Regions from separate parts of the Triticum aestivum genome. Here region 1 is linked to region 2. The links are chromatin contacts, called in public Hi-C maps. All regions are on one chromosome and are shown on one strand. Each heading gives the region's core, a stretch centred on a gene start, on an enhancer-like site or on the middle of the called end of the contact. The rest is flanking DNA. Distances are from core to core; before and after follow the strand shown.

The links. A called contact is a pair of places that touch in the nucleus more often than the background predicts.
Region 1: a Hi-C map of leaf shows a contact between it and region 2, with 2.6 times the contacts expected there. The contact joins the promoter of LOC123078480 here to the promoter of LOC123078478 in region 2. A contact is called at or near these places in 3 of 5 Hi-C or Micro-C datasets (all in leaf) and 1 of 1 datasets of contacts at active chromatin or transcription factors (leaf).

What each region holds. Positions count from the first base shown.
Region 1 is chr3D:289,944,440-289,951,857 of IWGSC CS RefSeq v2.1, forward strand. LOC123078480 reads right to left here and starts at 2,174. Exons shown (of 2, transcript XM_044501006.1): 1 at 1,867-2,174. The coding sequence starts at 1,989.
Region 2 is chr3D:289,498,968-289,505,628 of IWGSC CS RefSeq v2.1, forward strand. LOC123078478 (protein arginine methyltransferase NDUFAF7 homolog, mitochondrial) reads left to right here and starts at 3,422. Exons shown (of 10, transcript XM_044501003.1): 1 at 3,422-3,793; 2 at 3,901-3,962; 3 at 4,051-4,194; 4 at 4,601-4,711; 5 at 4,791-4,986; 6 at 5,539-5,597; 7 at 5,686-5,738; 8 at 5,808-6,030; 9 at 6,352-6,460; 10 at 6,557-6,661. The coding sequence starts at 3,508. LOC123078477 (splicing factor YJU2) reads left to right here. Exons shown (of 8, transcript XM_044501002.1): 8 at 244-847. The coding sequence ends at 458.

The DNA of each region.
Region 1 (7,418 bases), core at 924-3,423, 440 kb after region 2:
GTTGTGAAGAAAGCCTCATTACCCTTAGCAGCTAGTTCAATGGTCTAATACATGATATCAAGTACCACAATCACCACTAAACCTGCAAACCATACCGAGACTGGCATGCTATCTCCCACACGATGAATGGGTGATAAATAGTTTACACCCAGTCACTATCATTTGTATTTTTTTAACAAATTAGACACGACAAATAGGTTATGACATCAGCTGAATCTTCATCCTGCCAGATGGACAATTGCTGGTTTGGATGAGAGAGAATAGAACCACTCTTAGAGCATCTACAACATATGCCCTAAAATAGTAACCATGCCCATAAAACTGCCGTTTGGGGCATTTGGAGCCAAAAAAACGCCTCCAACAGATGCCCTACTATATGATGCCCCCAAAAAATTTACATCATGCCCAAAATTTTGCTACAAGTGATGCAAGTATAAGCTGCTGCCCTACAAGCAAAAAAAAAACGATGTGGAGAGAACCCAACCACCCGAAGCGAACATTCACCCTTGCCGCGCCGCCTCACCCCCATCTCCATGCCAGCCGCCTCCACCACCACCGCGACCCCCACGACCGCCACCGTCGACCTGTTCCGCCCAATTTCGGCCATCTGACTGCGCTCCACACCATCGGATCTGACCCCGCCGCCCACCCCAAGCTCCCATCGTCGTCCCCAAGCACCACGCCGCCATCCCCGAGCACCGCGCCGCTGTCCCCGAGTTACCGCTGCCGTCCCCATGCTACCCCGCCATCGGATCTGCCTCCAGGCATCCACGCCGTCGGATTGTCATGTTCCATGTGGCTCTCAAAATTTAGGGCACCAGTTTTAGGGCTGCTGGAAAAGCAAAACCTTTTATGGTGCCCCAAAACCTTCTAATTCGTCACCTAAAACCATTTTTAGGGCACGGAATTTTTGGGCATCTGTTGGAGATGCTCTTAAGCGTACCCCAACTTGTTTGGGACTAAAGGCTTTGTTGTTGTTGTTGTTGTTGTTGTTGTTGTTGTTGGAGATGCTCTTAGTCAATAAAATCTTAAGAGTCGGCCTTATTGTCTTTTCACGCCATCACATTTAATGCAAACTCTTTGTATACAATCAGCTTCAGACGCACCCTATTGTACGAGTTATTTTATTCTCGATACTAGTCTACCAGATGACATGGAGAAACTGAAGTCTAAAACTGACTCTTCTCATCTTTTGGGATTACCTTACAAATACGTGACAAATACTCCCTCCGTTCACAAATATAAGATGTTTTGGATATTTCAATATGGACTACATACGGATTGAAATGAGTGAACAAACACACTAAAACGTGTCTGTATACATCCAATTCAGAAAAAAAGTTAGAACATCTTATATTTGTGAACGGGGGGAGTATATGCAAAGTCATCAGTACATAAAAATTCCTAGCTGAGAACATAAATCAGAAGCACCCAGGTAAATCAGAAGCAAGAATGGAGTTACACTACACCATCCTTTCCATAACAATCACAGTAGTTTTATTAAGAGTAATTTTCCGCGGGCTATAACAAATCATCCTCGATTCGCATCTACCTCCATGAGACCGTTATTCGTTCAGTGATTTCAATTAGGAAATGGAGTTCTGATACAACGAGGCGAAAGAATTTAACACCAGATAATTTGATTAACCAGCAACATCGCATCCAGACAAGATCACGATACATCAGAGATTATAGGGAGCCGGCAAAATTGTCTATATCTAACCGTAAAGAAATGGCTACATCAAATCGGACGCTTTACCGATTTGCGCAAAACAAATTATGTTGATTAACTAGATCAGTCGATATAATCGCAAAAGGAGCCGGCTAAAAGGCGATGCGGGTGCGGGTGCGGGTGCGGGGGCTCACCTGTCGGGCGATGGCGGCGCGGGCCAGGAGGTGGTCTTTGTAAAGGAGCAAGAACCCCACCGCTGAAGCCGTCGATGCACCGGCCGCGAACGACGAGAGCCGCACCCGCCATAGGTAGCCCATCCTGCCCCTTCTTAGTCGCCGATTTGCTCGCCGGAGACGAAGAATTTTTTTATTTTATTTTTTGAGAAACGCCGGAGACGAAGATGACAGACAGCGCCCAGGATTGACGATTTTGCCTGCTCCTCGACGGTAAAGAGTGCTACCAGCTGGGCCTCGGAACGTTGGGCCATCCCAGCCCCGCCCACGTGCCTGAGACATAATTTAGAGAAAGCAAATTGCAATCGAGATCATCTATCAAAAAACAGATGCTAAAAAAAATCTATCAAAAAACAAAAGTATTTCTTAAAAAAACTAAAAAACAAAAGTTGCAATCGATGAGGGGGAAGCAAAAACCAGGAGTAGTCCATTACAATAGAATAAGGCCCTATTCAGATCCTCTCCGCTCCACAACTGCAGCTCCCGGAGCGAAGGGAGCAGCAACACAATTGCAGGGATTGGCTCAAACCGAGCTCCACACGCGGAACAGAGTTTCGAGACTAGAGAGCTTCCGAACAGGCACTAGGAGTATAGGAGGATGCACATATAGGGTTTACAGGGTCACGACGTGGAAGAGTGTGGCGATGGTGTTTGGGAGGAAAAATATAAGCAATTTGGCAAGTGTGTGATAGCACAGAGGAGGTCCGTAGCCTATGTACTTATTTGGTTGCCTGGATTGTTTTTGCGTCATGGTTATATCTCGCTTACCGAGAAATGTAACATGGCCTCGCCTGAAGCTTCCTCAAATCGCTAAAGTACTGGGTGGACTCCGTATGGGCGTTGTTTTTCACTGTTTTGCATAGTTTCTTTCTTTTTGGTTTTCCTTTTTGTTCTTTCTTTTGGTTTCTTTTTGTTTTTTCATTGGTTTTCTTTGCCTGTTTGTTTTCTTTTTCATTTCTATTTGCATTTTCTTTTGGTTATTTTGTTTCTTCAAAGTTTTTTTTATTTTCTTTGTTTTTTATTTTTGTTTTATTCCTGGTTTTAACTGGTTTTTTATTTTCTTTTTGGTTTTTATTCTTTCTCTATTTTCATTTGTATTTTTTCCTTTCCTGTTTATCTTCGGTTTTCTTTCTTTCTTAGTTTTCATCGGCTTTCTATGTTTTCTCTCTTTTTTTCTTGGTTTTCATTACTTTAATTCTTTTGCATTGGTTTTCTTCAGTTTTCATTTTTCTTATTTTGGGTTTCTTTGTTTTTTACTTTCGTCAGGGTTTTTAACACATGCCAACATTTTTTAGTACACATTCTGCATTTTTTGTATACATTAGAAACATATTTTATACACACGATTGAAATTATTAAAATATATGATTAATATTTTTTGAAAACTAATATTTTTCATATACATTATAAATTTGTGGTATATATGTAATACATTTTTATATATGCATTCAACATTTTGTAAATATAAGATTAACATTTTTTGAATACATGGTTAACATTTTTAAATACACGGTGAACATTTTTTTAATGGCAATAAACATTTTTTCTCACACAATTTAAATTTTTTCCATACTCCGGGAACATTTTTTATACACATTTAACATTTTTTTAGCAAATGGCCAACATTTTTATACACACTGTATTTGTTTTCTATATATTTTTCATATACATGACAAACATTTTTTATATACACAACTAAATTTGTTAAAATACTTGATTACAGTTTTCAAATTCTTGATTAACATTTTTTCAAATGCTTGACTAACCATTTTTAAATGCGCGGTCAACATTTTTCATACACATTGTATACCTTTGGTATAGATTTTGTAAATATGTGATCAACATTTTTCATACACATTGTATATGTTTTATAAATTTCTCATATACAAGAGAATCATTTTCTTATACAAATGTAACATTTTTAAACACATGATCAACATTATTTCATACACATTGTTTTTGTTTTGTATATATTTTCCGTATACATGACAAAAAAATCTATACACATTTAACATATTTGAAATGCTTAATTAACATTTTTTTCAAATGCTTGATTAAAAAACTACGTGATCAACATTTTCGTACACATTGTATATTGTTTGTATGCATTTTCATATACATGAGAAACATTTCCTCTATACATATTTAACATTTTTCAAATGCTTGGTTAACCTTTTTATAAAATGCTTTTATGTAAAGTGTTTTTTGTAATATATGTATTTAGAATAATTGGAAGTTTAGAAAGGGGTGAAGCAACGGAAGAAAAAAACCGAGGCAGTGGCATGACGCGAACGCAACCTACATCTTGCTATAAGGGAGACATATGCGCGCACTCATTATTTGGCAGTTTGCATATTTGTTCCAGTTGGGTCTGGTTGAGTAAATGCAGGCAAAAAAACTAGCATCTGCACGTTGTTTGGTTGCTTGCAAACTGATTTCGTGCATCGCAGCTCCCATTCTAGGCCTTGTATTTGGTTGTCTGCATTGGCTGGGTTCATACTACTGCACGTTATTTGATTGCATACAAGAAGCGATGTTTGCTTACTAAAAGGATCGATATGATCGACTAGAGGGGGGGGGGGTGAATAGGCGACTAACAATGTTTTTAACTTCTTTTACCAAATTAGGCTCAACGGGAAATTAAGTTGTCTAGATATGCAACTAGGTGGACAACCTATATGACGAGCTCAACAATAACAAGTGCAAGCACAAGATAGAAATACACAATAAGCTTGCACAAAGTAAAGGTAAGATATCACCACAAGTGGAGTCGATGGAGACGAAGATGTATTACCGAAGTTCTCTTTTTGGGGGAGGTACGTCTCTGTTGGAGCGGTGTGGAGGCACAGTGCTCCCCAAGAAGCCACCAGGGACACCGTATTTTCCTCACGCCCTTCCACAATGCAAGATGCTGCGATTCCACTAGTGGTGCGCTTGAAGGCGACGATCAAACCTTTACACACAAGGTCGGGGCTCTCTCCACAACTTAATTGAAGGCTCCCAACACCACCACGAAGCTTCACCACAATGGAATGGGGCTCTGAGGTGAGCTCTTCCGTCTAGGGTGTCCAAACACCCAATAATAACAAGATCCGCAAGGGGTTGTGAGGAGAATTAAATTTCTCTTGGTGGAAGTGTAGATTGAGGCCTTCTCCTCCAAACCTTAGAGCATCAACAAGTTTTGATGGGTAGGGAGGGAGAACGGGCGTCTTTGAGCTACGGGGCAACAATGGAGCAGTGGGGAAAGAGGTGGTTCTTCTTGGGGAAGAAGACCCTCTTTTATAGAGTGTGTGTGTGTGGGGGGGGGGGGTTCAAATCCAACCGTTATGTGCACTGATCGTGCTCAAGCGGTACTACCACTCGGGGGAGCAGTACCTCCGCTTAGCATGGTAGTATGGTAGTTCCGCCAGAGCGGTTCTACCGCTAATTGCCGTAGGGTAACAAAGGAACCAGCGGTAGCCAGCACCGCACCAGAGAGGAAGTACCGCACGAAGCGGTACTATCATTAGTGCGAGGGGTACTATCGCGAATTGTTAGAGGGCATAAAGAAGACTCAACACCAAGCGGAAGTAGCCGCAATACTATCTAGCGGTAGTACCCCATGTACTACCATGGGTAATAAGCGGTATTAACGCGAAATGCTGATGGAGCAACCGAAGGCTAAACCCCAAGCGGAAGTAGCCACGGTACTGACCAGCGGAAATACCGCCTAAGTGGTACTACTATGGATACCAGCGATACTGCCGCTTGGGCTCTACCAAACTGCCAATGCAACAATGGAAGGATGCTCCAAAGTTGTGGGAAGGATATGTGGGTGCATATGGTTTGTGTACCTTCCAATGGACCCCTTCTTTTTTTGAAATAGAGAGTTGTATTAATTAAAAGAAGAAACATTGTTCTTACAATCTTGCAAGGCCACGCTCAACACGCAGGTTGGCACTGTCCCTTGCATAACACCACCACGCAACTCTCTACGCCCAAACTCGACAAGACTATGGGCTAAACTATTGACCCTTCTATCTACTTTACAAACTTTAACTTCTCTGTTTCCATGCTTCAGGGCATAAAATTCCTTCGCAATCACTCCAATTTCTGATCTATCTACACATGCGGGGTCAAGCGCCTTTGCCACTGAGATGTTGTCTGTCTCGACAACTAAATGGAGGTTAGTACATGACATCATGTTTCGTAGTCCTTCAAGAAAAGTAGTAGCTTCCGCGAAATCTGCTCCTTTGCATCGCGGGATATAGTCCCAGGCGGACAAAAAAAATTCTTCCGTGATGGTCTCGGCCAACAGCTCCCCACGCACCACTGCCACTCTCCTCCAAGAAATTTCCATCAACATTGACCTTGGCCCACCCTAGGTCAGGCTTTTGCCAACCCTTTTTGTTATCATGTTGGTCCAATCTTGGCATTTAAATCATAGGGCTTTTCCCTTCACGATCGATCTCTGAATTTCCGCTCTCAATCATGCGTAGGTTTACAAGGTAGTTTTGCAAAAAATCTTGCAGAATGAGAAATTTTTCCTTTACCTTTTGCGAAGATTGCATCATTTCTATGGTGCCAAACATGCCACCAAAAAAGCATAAATTTTTGTCTTAAGTCTTCACTCACCTTATCTAGTAGGACAAGAACCCAATCCTTTCATGTCTAGTTTATTTCATGTTCAGGGGGCGGGCTCCAGACATCCTTCAGTTCATGCCAAAGGGCCCTTGAAAATGTACATCGTTGTACAACATGAAAGCCCATTTCTTCACAAATTGGAGTGAGGCCTGGTGTACATCAAAATCTATTTGTTTGAACCGCAAGGGATTCCGTTGCTAATCTCCAAGTAAAATACACACCTTTTGGGGCACATTTGTTTTTCCAAATAGTATCCCAAATAGTGCGGTCCCTTGAAATACTATGGCTGGATCCAATCATTTTAGAATTCTTCTCATCCATGGCTAGCATGTACGCACTACGCATAGTGAAAATTCCATTCTTTTCCGGCTGCCAAGCAATATAATCATCTTCATCATAGTTTGGGAGTCGAATGCTCAAAATATCATTCGCATCTTGTTGTGTAAATATACGCGTGATGTTGTCCTCCTTCCAAGAATGAGATTCTTGGTCAATGAGATCCGCAACCCACTGTATTCGGGAGTATGTTGGGTTTACATTAATTTGCATGTTTCCCCTCGGGATCCAATTGTCTCTCCAGACACGAACACTTTTTCCATTGCAGATGCGCCACACACATCCTTTCTTGAGGATTTCCAAACTGTGCATGATGCCCTGCCAACCTGGTGATGCATTATGAATAAACGTCGTGTCAAGCAGGTCAGCTCTATGATAATATTTTGCCTTAAGGACTCTCGCGCACAAACTATCCAGATGTGCAATAAGTTGCTAGGCTTGCCTCGCAAGCAGAGCCTGGTTAAAAGCTTTAAGGTCCTTGAAACCCATACCTCCCTTTTAATAGTATGGATTTCTATGACTCAAATCGAACAAAAAGAAATGCCAAAAAACCT
Region 2 (6,661 bases), core at 2,172-4,671:
TCCGAGAATTCCATATTTTAGAACTTGCTATTTCAATGCTTATGCGCTGACCTTGATCCTGTTTCACGTATCACGCAGCCTATTTTGGCCATCGCTATATTTTATCATGGATTACCAATGTCAACCTTGTTTTATGTCGCTATTTGCCTCTATTTTTACTTGTGCTATTTTCTTTTTATGTGATCAAACAGTGTTTCATTTTGAAAACAAATGTGTTGCTTACATTTAAACATTGCTCTACAGGAAACAAGAGCTTGGCATCTAAGATGCCCAAATTCATAGTAAAACCAAAGCCCGCTGGTGCAAATCCTCAGAAGAAACAGAAGACGGAAACTGATGCCGTCCAAGATAACGGCAAAGCACCGGCTGCTGAGAACAAAAATGAAGCTTCAGTAGAGAAGACCAATGTTCTTCAGTCCCTCTGCCAGTATGATGATAGCGATGAAAGTGATGACTGAAGACAAGGCAAACCCCTGGAACACGGATGTGTTAGTTTTTTTCGAGAAAACGCAAGAGAGCTTGGGTTTCATTGCTTTGAAGGGGGTGGGTGGGGGGGGGGGGGGGGGGGGTTATGGTTACAAGCCTCCTAGGAGGCGGTTACAACTCTGAACGCTAGTAATGGACTAACACGGATGTGTTGGTCTAAGTCTGTAAATTGTCTTCTCTCGCAAAATCTCTGCTGCCAACTGTAAGTCCGCCGTGTTGAAACCTATGGCAACTACAGTAATAGTTTAGACTCCAGATAGAGTTGTGTTTGGGATAAATTTGTAACATTAACAAATTCAGATTTTGTTTCAAAATTGATTTTTTTATTATTTTTTTTGAAATTGAGATTATGGATGCATCACTACCATCTCTATTAATGTCTTCGTCCTATGACCGCGAGTCGATTTTTCTGTGCAATTTTTTTCTTCGACATCAGAGATTGCATCACAGGGGCAGCAGAGAGAGGCAGAGAGCACCAACAGTCACCCCAAACCGACGGAGGAGCAGCAAGGCACGAAGCCAACTGTTCTACTATACATGGCAACGCTGATCCGTCGGCAGCCTCCCACGCCACAACACGCATCCTCGCTACGACACTTGAGGAGAGGGAGGGGGCACGCCCTTTAAAGACGACGGCATTTCGGTGCTTCCATCAATGAGACATCAAAGAGGTGCAGATTGCAAACAGAAGTCTGACCCCACAATCGCGCCGGCAAACGGGCAACCAAATACAAAGTGGTCCACCAGCTTGGGGGTCAAGCCTCGATGATCGTCTTCCATAGCAGGGTTTCTTGTGTGGATGCGGGCGAGCACGAGCGGCCAACCGTAGAATTAGATCCTCGGCAGCGCACCCCGCCGAGCCGCACAAGAGCGTCCATGCTGCTAGTAGAGGCTGCTGGTAGAGAGGGCATTGTGAGGAGCCGAGCCGAGCATGAGCCGACGCTCGTCATCGTGACGCACCGCAAACACCGAGCTCATCGGGTGGAGCAGGAAGGCACAATGCTTCGTCCCAGACCCGGTGAGTTGAGGCACCAGCGCCCCATCCAACTCGTGTGTTTGGACATGTCAAACCATAACATTAATCACTCATCCGTGTCCTGCAGTGAAGGGACTCTTCTCAGAGGATGGACGGGGCGCATTGGATGAGCATCTGCTTCGCTGCTTGATCGGAAGGAACATCAACCCTATATTTTTATCTATGACGCACCGATACGGCGACACTGACACATCAATATGAGTACGAGGATACGAGACATGGCAACATGTGCTTGCAACGACGACCAGAGGGCCGTTATGCTGCAACCGGCGTGAGCTGTGACCCTGCCAAACGCAAGCTGCGCGAGGCGATTGCCTCCGCTCGTGCGTGGATGGAGGGTTAGCTGCGCCTGGCAGGGAGGGTGTAAGATGAAGACAACACGAGGGGGCACGAGCATAATTGGTTTGGTGCCAAAAATGGGCATACCAATGTTTAGTATTGTGCCAAATATTGGCTACTTATTGGTCGGTTACCAAGTTGTCTTGCCTATCTCACATAAAGTTGCTAATTTTTGGCAAGTCTTGGTATTGTCAATATTAGGCAATGCCAACATTTGGCGTATCAAATATTGGTAGCAAACCAATCATGCTACACGTTTCAACGGTCTTGTGGTTTGATGGTTAGAAGGACAGTGGTAGCCCATCGAGGTTCAAATCCTGGTGCTCGCATTTATCCTGGATTTATTTTAGGATTTTTTGCGATGTGCATTTAGTGGGAGGAGACGTTTTCGTCGACTACGAGGCGCCTACGGTGACTTCTTAAAATCTCAAGATGATATACCGGTTCAGTCTCTTGGAGGTACTCATAGAGATAGGATATGCGTGTGTGCGTTCATATAGGTGAGTGTATGTACGTATGTATATATATGAGCACTTACGTTTGTATTGTGTACTATGTTAAAAAAAGATTACCCTTATCCTAATGTGATGGCATGGAGGCGACCGGCCAGGCGCTCGTTCGGTCGACTCACGGTTGCGCCTAGCAGCAGCCATAGGGTAATCAATTTTTTCTTTGGACAACGCTAACGCCCACACGTGTGGTGGGAGCCAAATCCGCCCACACACTCTATAACACATGGACTACTTCATGTCATCGCATGCATGCATTTGGAAATCTTTTTGGATTTCTGGTTTTAAAATGTTTTAACTCTTAAATGAAAAATCCGACTGAAGATCCGTTTTCACCATTAAATGCCTCGCGACGAGATCTTCGAAACTAGATCTCATATTAATATATTTCGACGATTTTTTTTTGTTAAAAATTGCCGTATCTATTGCACATGAATTGCCATGATGTTTACACTGAAGTCGCCGTGATATGTTTCAGCTATTTTCTTCTACATTTAAAAGTAATTTTGACATATTATAAAATTGGGAATTAAGAAACTAGACTTGCCATGCACCATAAACTAAAATTGCCATGATACATGCACTTAAAATTGCCATGGTTCATATAAAAAAATATTTTCATGATCAAAGTACTGGAATTGCCATCATCAAAAAACTAAATTTGCCATGATCTACAAACTAAATTTGCCATATGGCAACTTTAGTTTAAGCACTATGGCAACTACAGTGTAAACATCATGGCAATTTTTGGGCAAATTTTTTTCGTCGAAACATATCAACATAGGGTCTAGTTTTGAAGATCTCGTCGAGTCAGATTTAATGGTGAAAATGGATTTTTAATTCGTTTTTTTAATTAGGAGATAAAATATTTTTAAGCTGAAAACCAAAAAAAATTCTGTTGATGTCACCTGTTCATACGTGGCAAAATAAATGGTGATGAAGGCGCGTGGACGATGTACAAACGGCCACATGTGTGGGCGTTAGTTTTTCATGTTTTCTTTTGAGGGATATAGGGTAATCAAAAAGTGCTAGCCCGGCCAGGCTCATTGGGCTTTCGAGTGAAACCCGTCGTCGTCCTACCCCCTCTCTGGCCCAACCCACCAGCACTTCAGCTACTCCCTCTGTCTCGCCGTCGAGATGCTTCGGAGCCCAGCCGCCGCTCTGCTCCGCCGCCTGGCCCCTCGCCTCACCGGCTGCAGTGGGGGAGCCGGCTCATCCACGCGTCAGAGCCTCCCTCCTTACATATCCTCCTCCTCCTCCTTCCTCGCGCGCTTCTCGTCCACGCCGACGTCCCCGCCGCCACCGTCCTCCGTCGGTGCCCGCGACGATGAGGCGGAGGATGACAAGCTCCAGGGATCATCAAGCGATTCCGGCGCCAGGCTCAGCATTTCTGTGGACCGCGCCGGTCTATACAGCCCCCCAGGTTGCACCCCTCTTACTTTCATACACATTCACATTTTTTCACATGCTACGCGCATGCACATTGGGGGTTTAGTGTTTCTTATTATGCACATTTGGTCTATGCGGCAGAGCACTCTCACGAGCCGTCGTCGGACTCTGACCTTGTCAAGCACCTTAAGAGCATCATAAAGGTATCGATGGTCCCCCCCTCCATTATTAGTCTTTAATCTCCATTGCTTGCAATGTGGAAATGTGATTCGGTTGTCACTGGAAGGTTAGTTCCGGAGTGGGCCGATCAGCATAGCTGAGTACATGGAGGAGGTGCTTACAAACCCACAGTCTGGGTACTACATGAATCGCGATGTGTTTGGGGAGTCTGGGGATTTCATCACCTCACCAGAGGTCAGCCAGATGTTTGGAGAGGTAAGTGGTGCTCCCTAGCTGTTTGTCTTCCAGCATTCAGGTATTAGAATCTTCTTTTTTTTTGCGAGTACATGTATTAGAATCATGTAATGTGCCACACTTGGAAATTCAGTGATGGCAGAGAGATGGACCATCTGTTTCATGTATAACAATGCAACGATACACCACGTGATATTTATGAATGGTTGTGAGGCATTGTAATTTTTTATGTTTGTGCACTTCCATTGCACATCATTTTTGCTGCACCACTATAGTATTATTGGAAATATGGTATTCAGAATCGTATTAAGTGTTTTATATTCGTATGGTGAATTTAATTTGACCAGTGGTTGATTTACTCGATTGGTTGATGTTATGCTATGGCTTATGAGATAAGAGTAAATAATGTTTTGCTGCTTTGCCTCAGCTGATTGGTGTGTGGGCGATGTGTCTGTGGGAGCAAATGGGGAAACCAGAGAAGGTGAATTTGATTGAGCTTGGCCCAGGACGAGGAACTCTCTTGGCAGATTTACTTCGTGTATGGTTTTCTTGCTTGTGTCTCTCCTTTGTCGAACTTCTACTGTCCTGTTTCTTAATGCATATGTCCATTTCAATAGGGCTCAGCAAAGTTTGTTAATTTCACTAAGGCGCTCAACATTAACTTGGTAGAATGTAGCCCTACATTGCAAAAGGTGCAGTACAATACTCTGAAATGTGAAGATGAATCTGTTGGTGATGAAAAAAGGACAGTTAGCAAGCTTTCTGGAGCCCCTGTTTATTGGCACGCCTCCCTCGTACAGGTTCCTTCAGGATGTAAGGGGCTCTTTCAGCTACAAATTTCATGTTTCTAAGTACTTAACCTCTATGGTATAACTGTGGATATCATCTAGGCACTTGTATGATAAACTCTTATACTGTCATTCATCTTTTAACCATACCATGAGATTTGTGGAATTAGTATGGTCTGATTCATTTGTTGTGGTAAAGAATGTGCTAAAGTACATAATGACATGGACCAAAAATAGACGGATCTATCGTTGATTTCCTTTTGAAAGCGACACAATCGCACAATATATATTATCCTCAACTTGCTAATGATGTTGCCAATTAGTTGGATGATCTTCAAGCACCTATGCTGCCATTGCTTATTTGCTTGCTGGCTTAGATATTTGGTGTATGTCGATGCTTAAACATTTTAGCTTCTGATGCTTGTAATCTCTCTGTTGGACTGCCTTAGTGTTCTTCTGCAAGTTGTATGGTTTATTCTGAAACTGGGTTGCCTTTATGTATCTTCAAGTTTTTGTCTTTCAAACATATTTTTGGGGTTTCTCTTGTTTGCCTTATTTTTAAGTGTCTTATCTGCAGTCCCCACCATAATTGTTGCTCATGAATTCTTTGATGCTTTACCAATCCATCAATTTCAGGTTGGTGAGCAGTCTGTTTCAGATTTTATCACGCTTAAAGATTAATTACTGTGCAATCGTTCTACTGAACAACCATTTTTTCCTGCAGAAAGGGTCACGCGGCTGGTGTGAAAAGATGGTGGATCTCGCAGGAGACTCATCGTAGGTTTTACAAACCTTAGTTAAGTATTATTAACCTTAAGTAAATGTGTAATTCTTACTTCGTAGCAGGTTTCGCTTTGTTCTGTCTCCGCAGCCTACAGCCTCTTTAATTTTCCTCTCCAAACGTTGTCAATGGGCTAGTGCTGAGGAGCTCGAGAAGGTTGAGCAGATTGAAGTCTGCCCGAAAGCAATGGAGATTACCGAACAGATCGCAGACCGAATTAGCTCAGATGGTGGAGGTGCTCTGATCATTGACTATGGCAAAAATGGAATAGTGTCTGATAGTCTTCAGGTTTGCATTTTAAAATTGTTTCGCTACACCTGAGTTGAACTGAAGAACTTGTTGACCGTAGTGTGTACAAAGCTCCAGCTAATCCTGCCCCTGTGTCTCTGTCGACATAAATAAATTGCTAAAAGTAGACTGGCTAGTCTTTGGTGCTCACATGATACCCAAATTCTATTCCTTGTTTTGTACAGTATTTGGTTTTATATATAATGTGCTTGCACAAGGAATTATCTCATGGACTGTCCTTTTACGAACAATTCTGTAAGCAATAAACTAGTCTCTTGAATAAATGACATGTACATTAAGTAAACAACGATATATATGCAGGCAATCCGCAAACACAAATTCGTTCACATATTAGACGACCCTGGGTCTGCTGATCTCAGTGCCTATGTTGATTTTGCTGCAATCAAGCACTCTGCCATGGAAGCTTCAGGTTTGCACTGTATTATGAACTCTTATTGCTTGTTTGTACTTTTCATGGCATGGCAAGCATTTCTTACCAGGCTTGTGTCTGTTGTTATCTTTGCAGATGATATCTCCGTCCATGGGCCAATGACTCAATCCCAGTTGTTGGGTTCTCTTGGTATCAACTTCCGGGTGGAAGCCCTTATGCAAAACTGTGACGAGAAGCAGG